3 separate regions of the Sus scrofa genome follow, and all the other regions are linked to region 1. The links are chromatin contacts, called in public Hi-C maps. All regions are on one chromosome and are shown on one strand. The core of a region is the stretch at or near the end of the contact, and the rest is flanking DNA. Distances in the headings are between cores, read along the strand shown. Region 1 overlaps PLXNA4 (plexin-A4). Region 2 overlaps PLXNA4 (plexin-A4). Region 3 overlaps PLXNA4 (plexin-A4).

The links. A called contact is a pair of places that touch in the nucleus more often than the background predicts.
Region 2: a Hi-C map of liver shows a contact between it and region 1, with 5 times the contacts expected there. The contact joins two enhancer-like sites. A contact is called at or near these places in 1 of 5 promoter capture datasets (liver) and 8 of 47 Hi-C or Micro-C datasets (embryonic fibroblasts, fetal heart ventricle, fetal liver and 3 more).
Region 3: a contact with region 1 is called in a Hi-C map of liver, with 9 times the contacts expected there. The contact joins two enhancer-like sites. A contact is called at or near these places in 1 of 5 promoter capture datasets (liver) and 6 of 47 Hi-C or Micro-C datasets (heart right ventricle, liver and skeletal muscle).

The regions. Positions count from the first base shown.
Region 1 is chr18:16,699,585-16,704,177 of Sscrofa11.1, reverse strand. All of the region lies in intron 3 of PLXNA4 (plexin-A4), which reads right to left. Among named protein-coding and RNA genes, the nearest start is that of PLXNA4, 230 kb to the right of the region's middle. Within about 2 kb of position 2,612, at least 10 of the 83 cell types and tissues checked have an H3K27ac peak or open chromatin away from gene starts, as enhancers often do. A contact at or near this core is called in liver, where this site is marked.
Region 2 is chr18:16,785,926-16,790,518 of Sscrofa11.1, reverse strand. The region is part of intron 3 of PLXNA4 (plexin-A4); the gene reads right to left. Among named protein-coding and RNA genes, the nearest start is that of PLXNA4, 310 kb to the right of the region's middle. Within about 2 kb of position 1,783, at least 18 of the 83 cell types and tissues checked have an H3K27ac peak or open chromatin away from gene starts, as enhancers often do. A contact at or near this core is called in liver, where this site is marked.
Region 3 is chr18:16,619,318-16,623,910 of Sscrofa11.1, reverse strand. All of the region lies in intron 3 of PLXNA4 (plexin-A4), which reads right to left. Among named protein-coding and RNA genes, the nearest start is that of PLXNA4, 150 kb to the right of the region's middle. Within about 2 kb of position 1,825, at least 11 of the 83 cell types and tissues checked have an H3K27ac peak or open chromatin away from gene starts, as enhancers often do. A contact at or near this core is called in liver, where this site is marked.

The sequences.
Region 1 (4,593 bases), core at 1,363-3,862:
GAAGAAGCTAGTACCAGGCATCTAAACAAGGTGAATCCTTTTAGCGTCTAATAGATTTGGACCACGGTACACATCCCGTTTTCAGTAAACACCTGTACTAAAGTTCGGCTTCACAAAATGTGTTAAGAGGCCCAACAACTAAGGAACAGGGCTAACCAGAGCACAGTCATGGAGCCAAATGCTGGATCCACCAAATATCTTTGCTCTGGCTCCTTGGCCAGAGACACTAACCCCGGCCCTGAACATCTGTCTCAAGAAGGCACGAGGTGGCATCTGTTTTAGACAGCAAGGGAGAGCAACCAGAGCAGGTTGGTGCATTTCTGTACCTGGAAGAACAACTCAGAAGTCCCACCTGATTAAGCAGCCCCTTTTATACAAAGGTGAGCGAGCACACATGTATAGACATTCTCAATGACAAGTCCTCCTGCAGCCAAACTAGGACCTCGTTCATGAAACACCCCAGTTGAGAGGTAAAGCAGCTTCAGGTCATCCAATCAATGCCAGGCCCAAATCAAAATCTACCCTCTCAATTAAATCTGGCTTAGCTGAAATCATATCCTTTTTGAACATTGGAGTGGCTGATTTCCAAAGGATGCATGAAGATCATTCCACACGTGGTTATTCAATAGCAACCTCTTTTCTGTGTGACTTTCCAACCAAATTAGCACTCAGTAAAGACGGCAAGGTGTTCCACGGAGCTTCTATCGTTACGGATTACTTGAGCTCAGAATAAGGGAGCATATAGCACCAACCCGTGAAAAGGCACTGATGGAAGGGGGCCCACAGGTACCCAGTGTTGGACCAGGTGCCAAGGGCGGGGGGTAGAAGAAAGAAAGCAAGATTTGAAAGGGGTCCTGCAGCTCTGCCATCCCCACCAGCCCTGTCCAGGATGTGTGACAACCCACAGCGGGCCAAGGACAACAGAGACTGCCAAGGCAGGGAGAGAGCTGGACCTGTTTACATTTCTGACCACTTCCCCTGCAGTCTGGTTTCTGCCAAATGACCGAGGTCAAACGTGGGCGGGCTCCAGCTGGCCCCCTTCTTGTTGTGACAGCGCTGGGTTCATTAACACCCAGCCCTGCCCCATGGGCATGGGAGGCAGGAAGCCTTCTCACTTGGCCTGTTTTCCAGCCTGGCTTATTCTTTCTCACAAGTGGGGCAGGTGGTTGCCACAGTGGAGTCAAATCCTGCTCAGGGACAGAGGGAGCGGGCTGTCCAGACCCGGTGTGGGTGCCTTGGGCATGCTCAGAGCCTTGCCGGCTGCAATCTCTGTTAGCTGGCACTTCCTGGAATCGGCAGAGGCTGAACTCCCCTGAGACATTCAACCTTTGTCTGAAATACCCAGAGTGCCGCCTGGGAAAGAAAACACTGAACTGAGCTTGGAAAACAGGCGACGCGAGGAAATGCCAAGGACATGGCCTGGATCCTCCGCAGGGATCGCAAGCCACCAGGGTTTGTCCTCCGAGGACAGGCCACCTCTGTACATGAGCTGCTGCCGAGAATCGGGGCGTCTCAGAGCCTGCAGGGCAGGGCAGAAGTCCTCTAGTCCCTGGCATCTCACACGACCCATGGCAAAGGGCCATTCTATAAAATTCTTTATCCATTGTAGATGGACGCTTTGGTCCAATACCATAAAAACAAATGACTAGAAAAGTGAAATTTAAAAAGAGAAAATGCGAATTCACCAACCAGGCTCTAGGATGTTGCAGAATTGCTATGCAAATTTCTAACTCATTCTTGCTGTCTCTCTGTATCTCTTACAGATAATTTGCAGACCACGTTTTGAACAGCACTGACCTAGACCTCTGCTACTCAAACTGTGATTCAAGGACCAAGAGTATCCGCTTCACCGGGGAGCTCATTAGAAACGCAGGCCATCAGGCCCCTCCCCAGACCTCTTGAATTGCAACCTGTATTTGCATAAAATCCTCAAATGACTTATGTGCCCGTTCATGTCGGAGAAGCTCTCGGGCAGACCAGATGCACATTAATATATCACAAATGTTTTCTTCACACTCAGCCTGTACAACGCCTCTGAAAAAAGGAGATACTCCTGTTGAAGCATCTTGACTAAGTCAGAGAGTGGGCGGGGCATGTAAAACTGAGCAGAGGCGGGGCAGGCCAGACACGTCCTGGGCACCGGGCCACACAGCCCATCTGTGGCTGGACAGCTCGATAGCTTGGGAGTCACCTGAAGATGGTGGTACAGAGTCGTCAGATCTCAAATGAGCCTAGGAATTCCCATTGTGACTCGGCGGTAGGGAACCTGACTGGTCTCCATGAGGACACGGCTTTGATCCCTGGTCTCGCTCAGTGGGTTAAGGATCCAGCATTGCCATGAGCTGTGGTGTAGGTCGCAGACACAGCTCGGATTCTGAGTTGCTGTGGCTGTGGTGCAGGCCAGCAGCTGCAGCTCCAATTCGACACCTAGCCTGGGAACTTCCATTTGCCGTGGGTGCGGCCCCCAAAAGACAAAAAATAAAAATAAATAAATAAATAAATACACAAATAAATAAATACACAAAACAAGCCCAGAGGAGTGAGCACACAGGATGAGAGATGTTTGTGAATCTGATGTTGGGAAATCTGGCCCTTCACCAGGGTCAAGTACAGAGTCCAAGGTCAAGCTGCTGGAGCAGACAACCTGATTCCACCACCGAGAGGGGGGCCCGCCCGACTGGAGACAGAAGCGTGTTTATTTAGATCTTGTCTGCTTAGCTGCTTGACTGGCGGCAAGGAGTTTGATTATCATTCTCCGGGGCTCTGTGCCCTCGGCCGGAACCGTGTTCCTAATCTGCCTGGCCATTAAGGGCTCTCTGCAGCCCCGCTGTCTCCCGCACAGGGCTGGCGAGGCTGGCAGCCCCGGGGGCCTGCTCTCTGGACCCCTCCTCCTGGGTCTATGCTTCTGTCTGGGGCTGCAGAGCCCCTTCCATCAATTCTCCCTCAGGGGCAGCCTGGGTCCTTAATTCATAAAACAGTGAGCCTGCACGCGAGGGGGGGAGAAGCCACAGCCCTATTAGTCCGGCCCAAGGAAATGGCGAGGGATGTGCAGTGACGCCCCAGCGACCCCACCTCTGGGCACAGACTGAGTGCCACCCCACCCCTTTGTGTCACCTGCACTGTGACTCCACTCCAGCCTGACCCTCATAAGTCCCCTCCTCCTCCACCAAAACTCATCAATTCATGGAGCTGGGAGACCCTCAAAACCGAGGTCCTCAGTGGCTCAGTGTCTCATCCAGCGTTACCCAGCTAGTTTGTGAAGCTGCCTAAGCTGATGTAAGCAAGTCAGTGATTTGTGAGTCAATCACTCATATGAATCCCCCAGATATTCCACCACTGTGACAATTTTTGCACTCCATATTATGTCGTAATAATCCACCCTACTCTCAGTTTGGGTTCAGAAAAAGTGGTCACCTTATTAGCAAATTTCCTCTAGTCCTGACCTTGTATTTTTCACCTACTCAACTAAAAGGTCCAGCCATCCAGCCCTCTGAAGGACAAGTCATGAGGGGTCCCACCCTATTACTTTCCAAGGGGAGCCCAGAGGCCTCAGGGCCCCAGCAGGGGTTGCGCTGGCTTCAAGGGTGGCCAAGGCAGGAATGGTGTTGACCCCTGGGTTGTGGGATACAGGATCCGCTCAAGCCAGGGATCGTCAGATCACCCCCTTTTCTCATCCCCTCCAGATCTGGGAGAGTCTGGGAAGCGCAAGTCTCAGTACTCCATGCTTCAAAGGCAGCCTTCTTTCTGTCAAGTCCTGTAACACAGGAGAAGGACTAGAGTCACTGAAGCAGCGACAAGCAGCTTGGAGCAGAGGTAATGGCCTTCCCGGAGCTCGGCTGCAAGTGACAGTGTTCTCAGAAGGAAAGGCCAGCTGCCAACACAGCTATCATGGACTGCCCCTGTCAACAGAGGGAGCCCCAGCAGGACCCCAGCATGATGGCCCTGTGCGTTGTCACCCCCTTTCCCGCTAGTGACACCCCATCCTCAGCGTCTTCTGAGAAATGCCCTCCACACCCAGCATTTCAGCCTGTGCCTGGGATTCCTTGAAAGTTCAATTCAGCTTTTACTTCCTCATAATAGTTGGGCAGGAGATGGGCACAGCTCTCCCTTTCTCCTTTTATGCTCTTAATCTTGGAAAGCGATGCCTATAGTAAGAAGGGAAATTCTTTTCTGGCAACCTAGAAGCCAGGGAACAGAGAAGACTGTGCAGGAGGGGGGAATGCGGAGCGTGAGGCCGAGCTGATCCTCCCCAGAACCACCGGTCAGTCTTCGGGTATCTCCCTCCAGCCCTCCTCCGCCTGAGCCAGGCAAAGGGAGGCCAGATCTTGCTCCTGCTCCCCGCCCGGGAGCCAGCATCATGGACAGCTGAGTCTGTCCCAAGCCAGGAATGCAGAAGGTTTCCCTTTTCTGCCCCTGTCTCCTGCCACCGCTCCTCATTGTCCCACTCAAATGGAAGTGGGAGGCAAGGGCACCAGAGTGTCCCCAGTTTAAAGAGAAGGCAGAGGATCTGGAGCACAAACAAAGGATGGTACGGGAGCACATCTCAGGACATGGGAGAACGACTTGTGTACATTTCTGCCTTCCTTCTCAACC
Region 2 (4,593 bases), core at 534-3,033, 87 kb before region 1:
AGCTCGCCTCTGGCCACTTCTCGGGTTCGGGTTAAGGGAACGACGCATTTCTTTACGCCAAGCTCTTTTACTGGGGTTTTGGAAAACTTCAATATTCTCAGTATAAGTTGAATCAGCCGATGTAGAGGCGCAGAAAGTGGAGGACTTAGTCACAGCACTTCCCCAAGGGCAGAGACCCTGATCCTCCCAGGCCTCCAGGGGACAACTTGACAAAACAGATGTCACTTGTCCATAACACAGTTACTCAACTAACAACAGCTTTGGTTCAAACTTTGAAAAGGGATTTTGTGACTGTTATTTCCATGCATCCTACATGAGTGCAGTGAGCTGGGCTGGTAGGGTGGACTCAGGCCCCGCCCTCTGACAGATGGGGAGTGAGTGCCCAGGTGGTCCATGGCACTCTAGCTCACAGCGCCAGGGCAATTCCACTGGGTCTCTTCCGTCCTGAGCCCCTTGCCCTCGCCAAGCTGCCCTGGTGTCCACTTCCTTTCAACAATCCTTTGAAAGGAGGGAGGGGTGACCAGAAGAGTCCACTGCTTAGGCCCCCACCTCCCCAGTTCCATCAATGCAGAGCAAGATGAGTAAACAGAGACCTATAAAGCCACCTGTTGTTCAGGCTTAGTTATTTTATTGTGTTGTTTTGTGTCATGTTGTGTTGTTTTGTGTCATGTTTTATTGGGTTGCAGTGTGTTGGACTGGATTGTGTTGTGTTCAGTGGTATCGGTTTGGGATGTATTGTGTTGTGTTCTATTGGGTTGGGTCGTACTGTGTTGTGTTGGATTGTGCTGTGTTGTATTGCATTGGGTTGTGTTGGTGTTGTGTTGGGTTCTGTTGGGTTTGGGTTGGGTTGGTTGTGTTGTGTTATATACTGTTTTGTGTTGTGTTGGATTAGGTTGTATTGGATTGGATTGTACTGGGTTGTGTTGGATTGAGTTGGATTGAGTTGGTTGCTTTGTGTTGGTGCTGTTAGGCTGGATTGGGTTGGACTTACTGGTCTGTGATTCAGTGAAACAAGGTCCAAAGTTTGCCCGGATGCACACGACCTGTGGTAAGTGATGTCTCTCTGCTGGCCCTGCCAGGCCACAGTGGCTTCACCATGACCAAGTCCAAAGTCATGCGCAACAGAGCAAAGTGGGCACCACAAGCAGAAGTCAGCACCCACAGCCCGGACACCAGCTCCAGGGGCCTCCCAGCCTGTTCCCTCCTCAGCTGGCCCAGGTGGCAGCCAGCCAGGCAGCTTCAGAAAGGGGTAGGAAGGAAGCCAAGAGCAGGGGTGGAGGACAAGAGCTGGCAGAGAGAAGGCGGGCAGGGCAGAGTGTGCAGCAGAGAGCTTTCTGACTGGGGAGGAGCACAGAAAACTTGACTTCCTGCCAGGGCTGGGATTGGGAACTCTCTTTTCCCTGAGGGAACCCGGTCAATGAAACGCAACCTGAGTGGTTTTGACATAAGGTCATGGCCCCCAAACAAGGCAAGGTCAGAAGGTCATTCCCAAACACAGGTGGGCCCATCGGTGGTTGGACAGAAGGGCAGGTAGGCAGGGGTCAGCCCTCCTCTGAGTGGTTCCAGGGGTTCGAGAGCCAACCTAGCCATCCTGCCCTTCTGAGCCCTGGAGAGGGTCCGATGGGGCTGGGCTGAGAAGGCAGAGTATATCATTCATGCCGTAAAAGAGGAAACGGAGGGAGAAAAGACCTCAGCGCTGGCCGCAGTCAGAGCCCCAGGGAAGGCCGAGTTAGCTGCCTGTGTGCACACTAGCTCTGGATCCTGGCTCAGTGCTCACAGCCTTTGGGCTCAGTCCCTCCCACCCCGCCTGCCCTGCCCTTGCCTTGGGCTTGGAGCCTTCCCCTCCCCGACGCCTGCATCTTCCCCTCCTGTGTCCTGGAAAACAGGAAGGAAGAGGAGGAAGTCTTTTCAGAGCCTCTGCTTATCAGCCTGTACTCTGTCCTTTTCCCTTCTCTCCCCCTCCAAGCTCATCCATGTCTGAACGGAGAGATCAAATGCATCTGTACTTATGCCGACAGGTGAACCAACAGATCATGGGCCAGCGGGAGCCAGAGGGGCCCTGGTGGGTGGTGTACGAGTGTGTATGTGCGTGTGCTGTATGTGTTTTCTGAAGCTGCTCTTTAACCAGGGTGATCGCTGTGTTGAATTCTGCACCTCCTCTTACAGCCAGTAGGTGGCAGAGCTGCAACAGGCCGGTGTTTCCAGTCCTGTGGCAGCTGGCCCCGCAACACTGGTCAGAACTGGTCCAACTGTGGGAGGAAGTTGTGTCCACTGACACACCAGGATGACCGACGCAGAGGTTCTGGGAAAGGTGATTTGGGGCACAGGCTATCTAAAAATTCTTCTGAAACCCTCTCCCCTCCTCTCCTCTCTTGCATTCCTCTGTAGTTCCCCACAATTTTATCTAGAAAGGGGAGAGTCTGTTGACATTGACAAAGAATCTGCAGCAATGTTTTCCAGATTTTGTGGGAGTATGTGAAAATGCAGGCTCCCCTGTCCACTCAGGATCTGACCCAGAATGGCTGAGGCGGAGCCCACGACTTGCATTTCAAATAGGTACCACTGGTGATTCCTGCGCAGGGGCCAGGGAACCTTAAACTGGGCAACAGAAAACTAGGACACCCCAGTATCGTAAGGAGGCTTCATTCTACGATCTGTTCTCAGGCTCACGTACTTCTTCATTCTTTCCACCTGTTACTTACTCTTCAAACATATTGCTACTGCCCTTCTCCGCCATGAAATTTAAGCTCCACGTTTTTAAGAGACCGCTTTTCTTGTTCCTTATGCTAATTTCCTGGTGCTCTAAGACCATGGGACCTCTTGTTCCTTAAGAAGGTTTTCTCGGACCGCCTAGCTCTCATCCTAACCTTTGTTTCATTCTGTCTGACGTCCTGGAAAGCCTTGCGCCTTCCCCTGCCTCGATGGTCAGGGGCTCTGCTGGAATTTGTAGGACAACAGCCACACTCCATCCTTCTCCCACTCCACCACCCAACTGGATTTTCCTGGGTGACAGTTCCATTCCTTGGTGTCCTCTGAGCGGGGCTTCCAATCAAGCAACCCGAAGCCGACCAAGGATGTGCTCGAGCAACAGAGCATCTCCCGCAAGTCAGCAGACGGAAGACCCCTCACCACCAAAGCGCTCGTGCTCATGCTCCTACGTCAACACACCATCAAACGCTCCAGAGACCCCGTGGAGTCGTTTGCTAGGGCTGCCGTAAGAATTACCGCAAGCTTTTAGCTGAAAGCAGCACCCTTGTTCTCTCACAGTTCTGAGGTTAGACGTCTATCAAGGTGTGGGTGGGCCATGCTCTCTCCCGGGACTCTAGCGGGGGATCCTTCTTTGCTTCTTATGGTTGCTGGCAGAGCTTGGCATTCCTTAGCTATGGCAGCATAAGCGCAGTCTCTGCCTCTGACTTCACATGGCACCCTTCCCTGGGTCTCTCTGTCTCTGCATCCAAGTCTCCCACTCCTTTCCCTTATAAAGACACCAGTCATTGGATTTAGGGCCCACCCTAATCCAGCACGACTTGGGTTACATCTGAATAACTTCATTACGGCTGCAAGGAGGACTCTGTTTCCAAATAAGGTCGCATCGCAGGTCCTGGTGTTTAGGACTTCGACGCTTCTTTGGGGGGCATACAGTTCGAGCTACCACACCCCCTACACGGAAAGCGCTCCTTAACATGGCTTACCTTCTGATGGAAAGAGGAGAGCAGGTTTAGGGGTCCAGATCCCCCTAGCATCGCACATGTATTTCTTTGGTGGACACCGTATGAAAGCCCAGTTAACACGGCCCTTGTGACTTCCTGGGTTAGAAGCATTTAAAACCTGTCAGCTTTGGGGGTTCCCTGGTGCCATGGTTCTCGGAGTGAGGGGGGACCCCTGACTAGCAGCATCCGGGAGCTTGTTAGGAATGCAAATTCTCCAGCATCCCCGCAGGTCTCTGGAATCAGAAACTCTGAGGGCGAGGCCAGCAAACTGCATATAACAAGGCCTCTGGGGGATCTTGGTGCTCAGGAAAGGTTGAGAACAAATATGATGACTTAAGCAGAGGGGGCATGTGGCGGCCCCAGGGAGTGCCAGCAACTGGCCGTATTGCTTTTGGCCCCAGATGTCCGTGTTCCTCTGCCCTCTGGTTCTTGGCAATGCCCACCCCCGGCCGCCCAGACGCCCCACCTCCATCCTTGAGCCGTGCTGCAGGATGCCCGCACATCAACTCCTCCACACCCACTGGCCGGCACTTCCCTCCGTGTTTCCCTCTCGCCGTCTTGCCTCCCTGGCTCTCCGGCCGCCCCCTCACATGCACTCATAATGTCCTCACTTTCCTCTGGCTCTTTCTCTTGACAAAGAGAAGAACTTGGCAGGGGTTGGTTAAGTTAACTCTGATCACACACACAACAAACTGTTATTTTTCCATCTGCCAAGCTGCCGAAGACAAGCATGTCAACCCAGGATCTGCGTGAAAGTCAGACCTACAGTTACCCCAGGGAGCCTGTGTTCTAGGCAAGCCTTTTCCTTTTTTTTTTTTTTTTTTTTTTTTAAGAAAAACTATCATGGTCTAATTCCCAGTGAGATACTGGTGACAACCTCTTG
Region 3 (4,593 bases), core at 576-3,075, 79 kb after region 1:
TACCCAAAAATGTGAGCACTGAGTGTTTCCTTCAGGAGCCTTAAGCCCCCCAGGTGCCCCCAATTTCACCCCTACATGAAGCTGGATATTTGGTGGAGAAGCCAAATTGAGTTCGAAAACGTACATAGGCAAAAGGAGCAAAGGTGGACATGGCACAATTTATTATAAGGGCGTGGGTTTTGGAGACTATGCCAATTAGCATTCTACCTCTCTGGAGAGGAGTTTCTTCCTGGGTAAAATTGCAGTCAAAATCCTCACCAGGCACAGTTGCAATGAGGGCCCTAGACTGACCCCTCTGAGTTATGGGTAGCAAAAACATAGCACATAGTAGCTGCTGACTTTGTTCTCATCTTCGAGCCTCTCCTCCCTCTTCCCCCCTCCCCTAACCCTGATTGATGAATCAGGGGTTTTGACCTTTGCAGCAGAACTAGCTTTCAACAGACCATTCACCCAGTGGCTGCAAGTTAGTTTTATTTCTTACAGCTGGGATTGAAGATGGACTAATCCATAAACCCTAACTTGCTCTGCCCACCTAAAATCACCAAGGACATAAGGCCATTTTTTTTCTCTTGTTTGGTCATCTCACAATGCCTAAAGCTGTATCTTGCTCATCAATAAACTTCAATAGAAGCTGGCAGTGGTGCTGGGAATTATAGGAAGAAAATAAAAACCAACACACAAACATGAGCCTGACCAATCATGGCTTCCCTTGACCAGTAAATAATCAAAGTCCATGGTGACTCCCCTTAGGGGGAGGGGACACTGTCTGCAGCTGTGGCAACTAGCCCAACCTGCTGACAGGTTTCGTTCCAGATCTTTTCATTGGGCTTTGGTAGCTGCTGCACCTGCCAAAGGAACCGGTATCTTCTTTGTCTTGTAAAATTAAGACAAAGATGAACTTTACAAAAGCTTTCTTTTTGTTTGTTTCCCAAAAGCTCTTCTGAAACCAAAGAAAAGCAAACCCACAGGTAAAAACGAAACCCCAAATCAAGTCGTTGAAACCGGGAATGCACAGAGGGGCCCCTCTTGTTCCAATGACCAAGAGGGGAAAGGTCAGTGTGGCCTTGACCAGGGAGCTTCCTGGGCTCAGAGACTTGGGGGATGGTCCTCAGCCCATGTGGCTGGGATGATGGAAGGAGCTGGAGCCCTCGGCCTGGGAGCCGTGGCAAAGTCTGGTGGGCTTTTCGGTCTTTTTAAACCCTTTCCTTGTCTTTGGCTGTGGACCTCCCATTGGTCCTATCTGGTCCCCAAATGCCTCCCCCAATGTCCAACCTCACCCTTCTTCCCCACCAGTCTTGCAGGCTGTTAGAGAGGGCTCTGCTGCGGCAGACAGAACAGTGCCCCCTCCAAAGACATCCACAGCTTAATCTCCAGAACTGGAGAAAACGCTACTTCCCGTGGCAAAGGGGATCTGGCAGGTCTCGTGAGGTTAAGGATCTTGAAAGGGGGAGGTTGTTCTGCAGGGAACATCAGCCATCGGTGCTGGCCATGCAAGACAGGTGTCCACAAGCGAGGACAAGCAGAGCAATGGCCTGTCATTTCTCCGAGTCTGGGCACACTCTCTAAGCTGGCTCTTTCAGCCGAGCTGCCAGGACTAAGGTAGCATCGTGGGCACAAAAGCCCATCTTTAGAACGGGGAACCTGGGAGGCAGACAGCCCAGGTGAGAACTGTCAGAGGAGAGGGCAGCCTCTTTCACCAGACAGCAGTAGTGGCAGGCGCTGGGGCACATGTGGGACTCGGCCCCAGCCTCCCGAGCCTGCCAGAGGCCCTGGAACCCAGTTCTGGGCTGTCAGCAAAGACAAATTTAGCACCGATGATCTCATCTTGCAGAACAGCCCCGGGGCCTCCGAGCGCTCTGGGAAACATCACTTCGACAAGTTGGCAAGTGGACGTCACTGTCACGCCCGTAACGTAGGCAGAGGGTGCAGGGGTCCCTCCCTCGGCTCACCCAGGAGGAGCAGGTGCGGGTGATGCCAGGGCAACGGAGCAGGTGGCAGACTGGGTGAGGCCTGGGGTGCCGTCACCCTGAGCCCCCTCAGCCTGAAGAGCCCAGGTACTGTGAGCTGGCGCTTTAAGGCGAGACCGCAGACACCAACACACTTTGCCCGAGACCAGCGGCGGGCGAGCAGGAACATTCTCACTGTGAGGTGGTGGCTCACGTCCCTGCGACCCCGCCCCACCTCGTGCTTATATCAGGACGCGCTGTGAGAGATTATTTATAAAGGCAGTGGCGGTGGCAGAAGGTGGGGGAGGGTGGGAGCTCACTCCCTCTGCCGTTTATCACAAAGACCAGAGCACTGCAAAGATGACGATGGGGGGGTGGGAGTGGGAGGACTGTCCCTTGTCCCCCTACATGAGTCGGCGGCGGCGGCGGAAAAGGATGAACATTTGTCACCAAATGCAAACCCCAATTCCTCCCGTTGGCCCAGGCCACCTCTTGGTGTCCCTGCAGTTGATTTTCTGGCTTATGGTAGCTAGGGATTTTGCTGGTCAGTTCTCCCGAGGTTTTTCAGTGTGTTTTGTGGGCAGAAAACTCTCTGGAGTAAAGAGGCCACAGTGGCTCCCCCAGTGCTGCCCCAAAGTCCCAGGAGGGCAAGTGGCAGGTGAGTCCTTCATTGACAGGAGGTCCCCTGGCTCCTGCTTCCGCAGCCAATGGAGGGGACTCTGCAACGCTTCCTGGTGGAGGGAGGTGTGAAAATACTAAGAGAACGGACTTGATTCCTCTGCAATAGAGAGAAATACATTTCTAAATATCAAATAAACACAGGTACTTCTAGAAGGCAGGACAGAGAAAAGAGTGGTCCCTATCACACTGCTAAAGGTGATGGATAGTGACGGAGAATAAAAGTTGTCACATAAGAAAGGCCAGGTTTATATCCAAGCCCACCAGGGGTCAGTTCCATGTCAGATTCAGTCATATTACAGAAGATCAACTCCCGGAGAAGAAGGGCTGTGAGTCTGATAAATTCCATACCGGGAAGTGCCGATGGGATGTAACGAGGGGCTGTCAGAGAAATAAATCAAAATATACCGAGAATTTGGGGTGACCACCCATATAAAATCTCTTCTGCCAAAGACGCACGGACATGACCGTGGCTTAAGGAAGGAAAGCTCTGCCAGCAACTGGGAATGGAACTGACAGCATCTCTTCAAGTAAAGATGTCAGAAAAAAACGGCAAAGAGAAATTGGGATACGGGGCAAGAAGCGAGCATTAGCGCTACACGGTAGGACCAGGGGGATGCAGGCACGTCAGCCACGGGAGCAAAGTATCCTTGGAGCAGGTCTGACCCAGAGCTCTAGGCACATCCCATCACCCTATCACACACATGTATGCATGCACACACACACACACACACACACACACACACACGTGCACACACACACACACGCACACTGCTGCAGCACGGGAGCATTTGGAGAAGAAATAAAATTCGTTCAGACTGTGAACCATTTATCCTGTAGAGGCAAAATGAGATTTTTTTTTTCTGCTGTTCTTTTAATTAAAAGTTAGCTCATAAATCAAAGACCTTGTTTCCAGGCTGCAGGAGGTGGGAGGAGGAATCCCAAGCTTTTCAGGGCTGGGCACACCCTTTGCCCCCACCCCTCACCCACATTATTCACCCCATTTAGAGCCTCACATGTAGTAGCAGCCCAGGGAGAGGCCAAGGGTGGCTTCCTGAAGTTCTTCCAAAGAGTTCTTGTGTGTGTGCTCAAGTGTGCACGTGCATGTGTGCACACACACACACGATCCCACAGGGACTGGTTAGTGCATCTATTTGGAGCATCTGAGGTTTTCCCTGGTGACAGTCCACTCTCTGCTTCTCTGCCCTGCCTGGGCTCACACAGGTGTTTACATCCATGGAGTGTGAAGACTCTCCTTAGAAGTCGATCCAGCAAGAAAAGCATCTGATCCTCACCACCTTCTTAAGTTTTTTTTTTTTTTTTTTTTTTTTGCTTTTTCTTAGGGCTGCACCCACGGCATATGGAGGTTCCCAGGCTAGGGGTCAAATTGGAGCTACAGCTGCCGGCCTACGCTAGAGCCACAACAACTCGGGATCCAAGCTGCATTTGCAACCTACACCACAGCTCATGGCAACACCGGATCCTTAATTCAGTGAGCAAGGCCATGGATTGAACCCGCAACCTCATAGTTTCTAGTCAGATTCACTTCCACTGCGCCGAGACAGGAACTCCACCATCTTCTTAATTTTAATTCGGTTTTCTTCCTCCCACTGAATCAAGAGATGCCCTACAGACGTGAAGTTCTATTATCCTCAGCTCATTCAAAAGAGAGACGGAGGGTGCATGCATCAATCTGCTCGCTGCTCAACAGGTGAAATAGAAGTAGATAAACAGTTTGTCCAAAATCAGGAGCATCGCCAACAACAAAGTTGAGATTTCCCAGCTGTTGGTTGTGACTCTTCATGTAACACGTAGGTCTGGTTTGAACCCTTTAGAGGCACGAGCTACCTGTGACACAGCCCTGGGCAGACCCTTGGGCAGGAGGACGGTGGGGGTGGGGGGTGGTGGCCAGGAGCAGATGTGGGAAGCAGCAGGGTGACCTCCAGTGGCTCCCTTCGCTCCTTCTTGC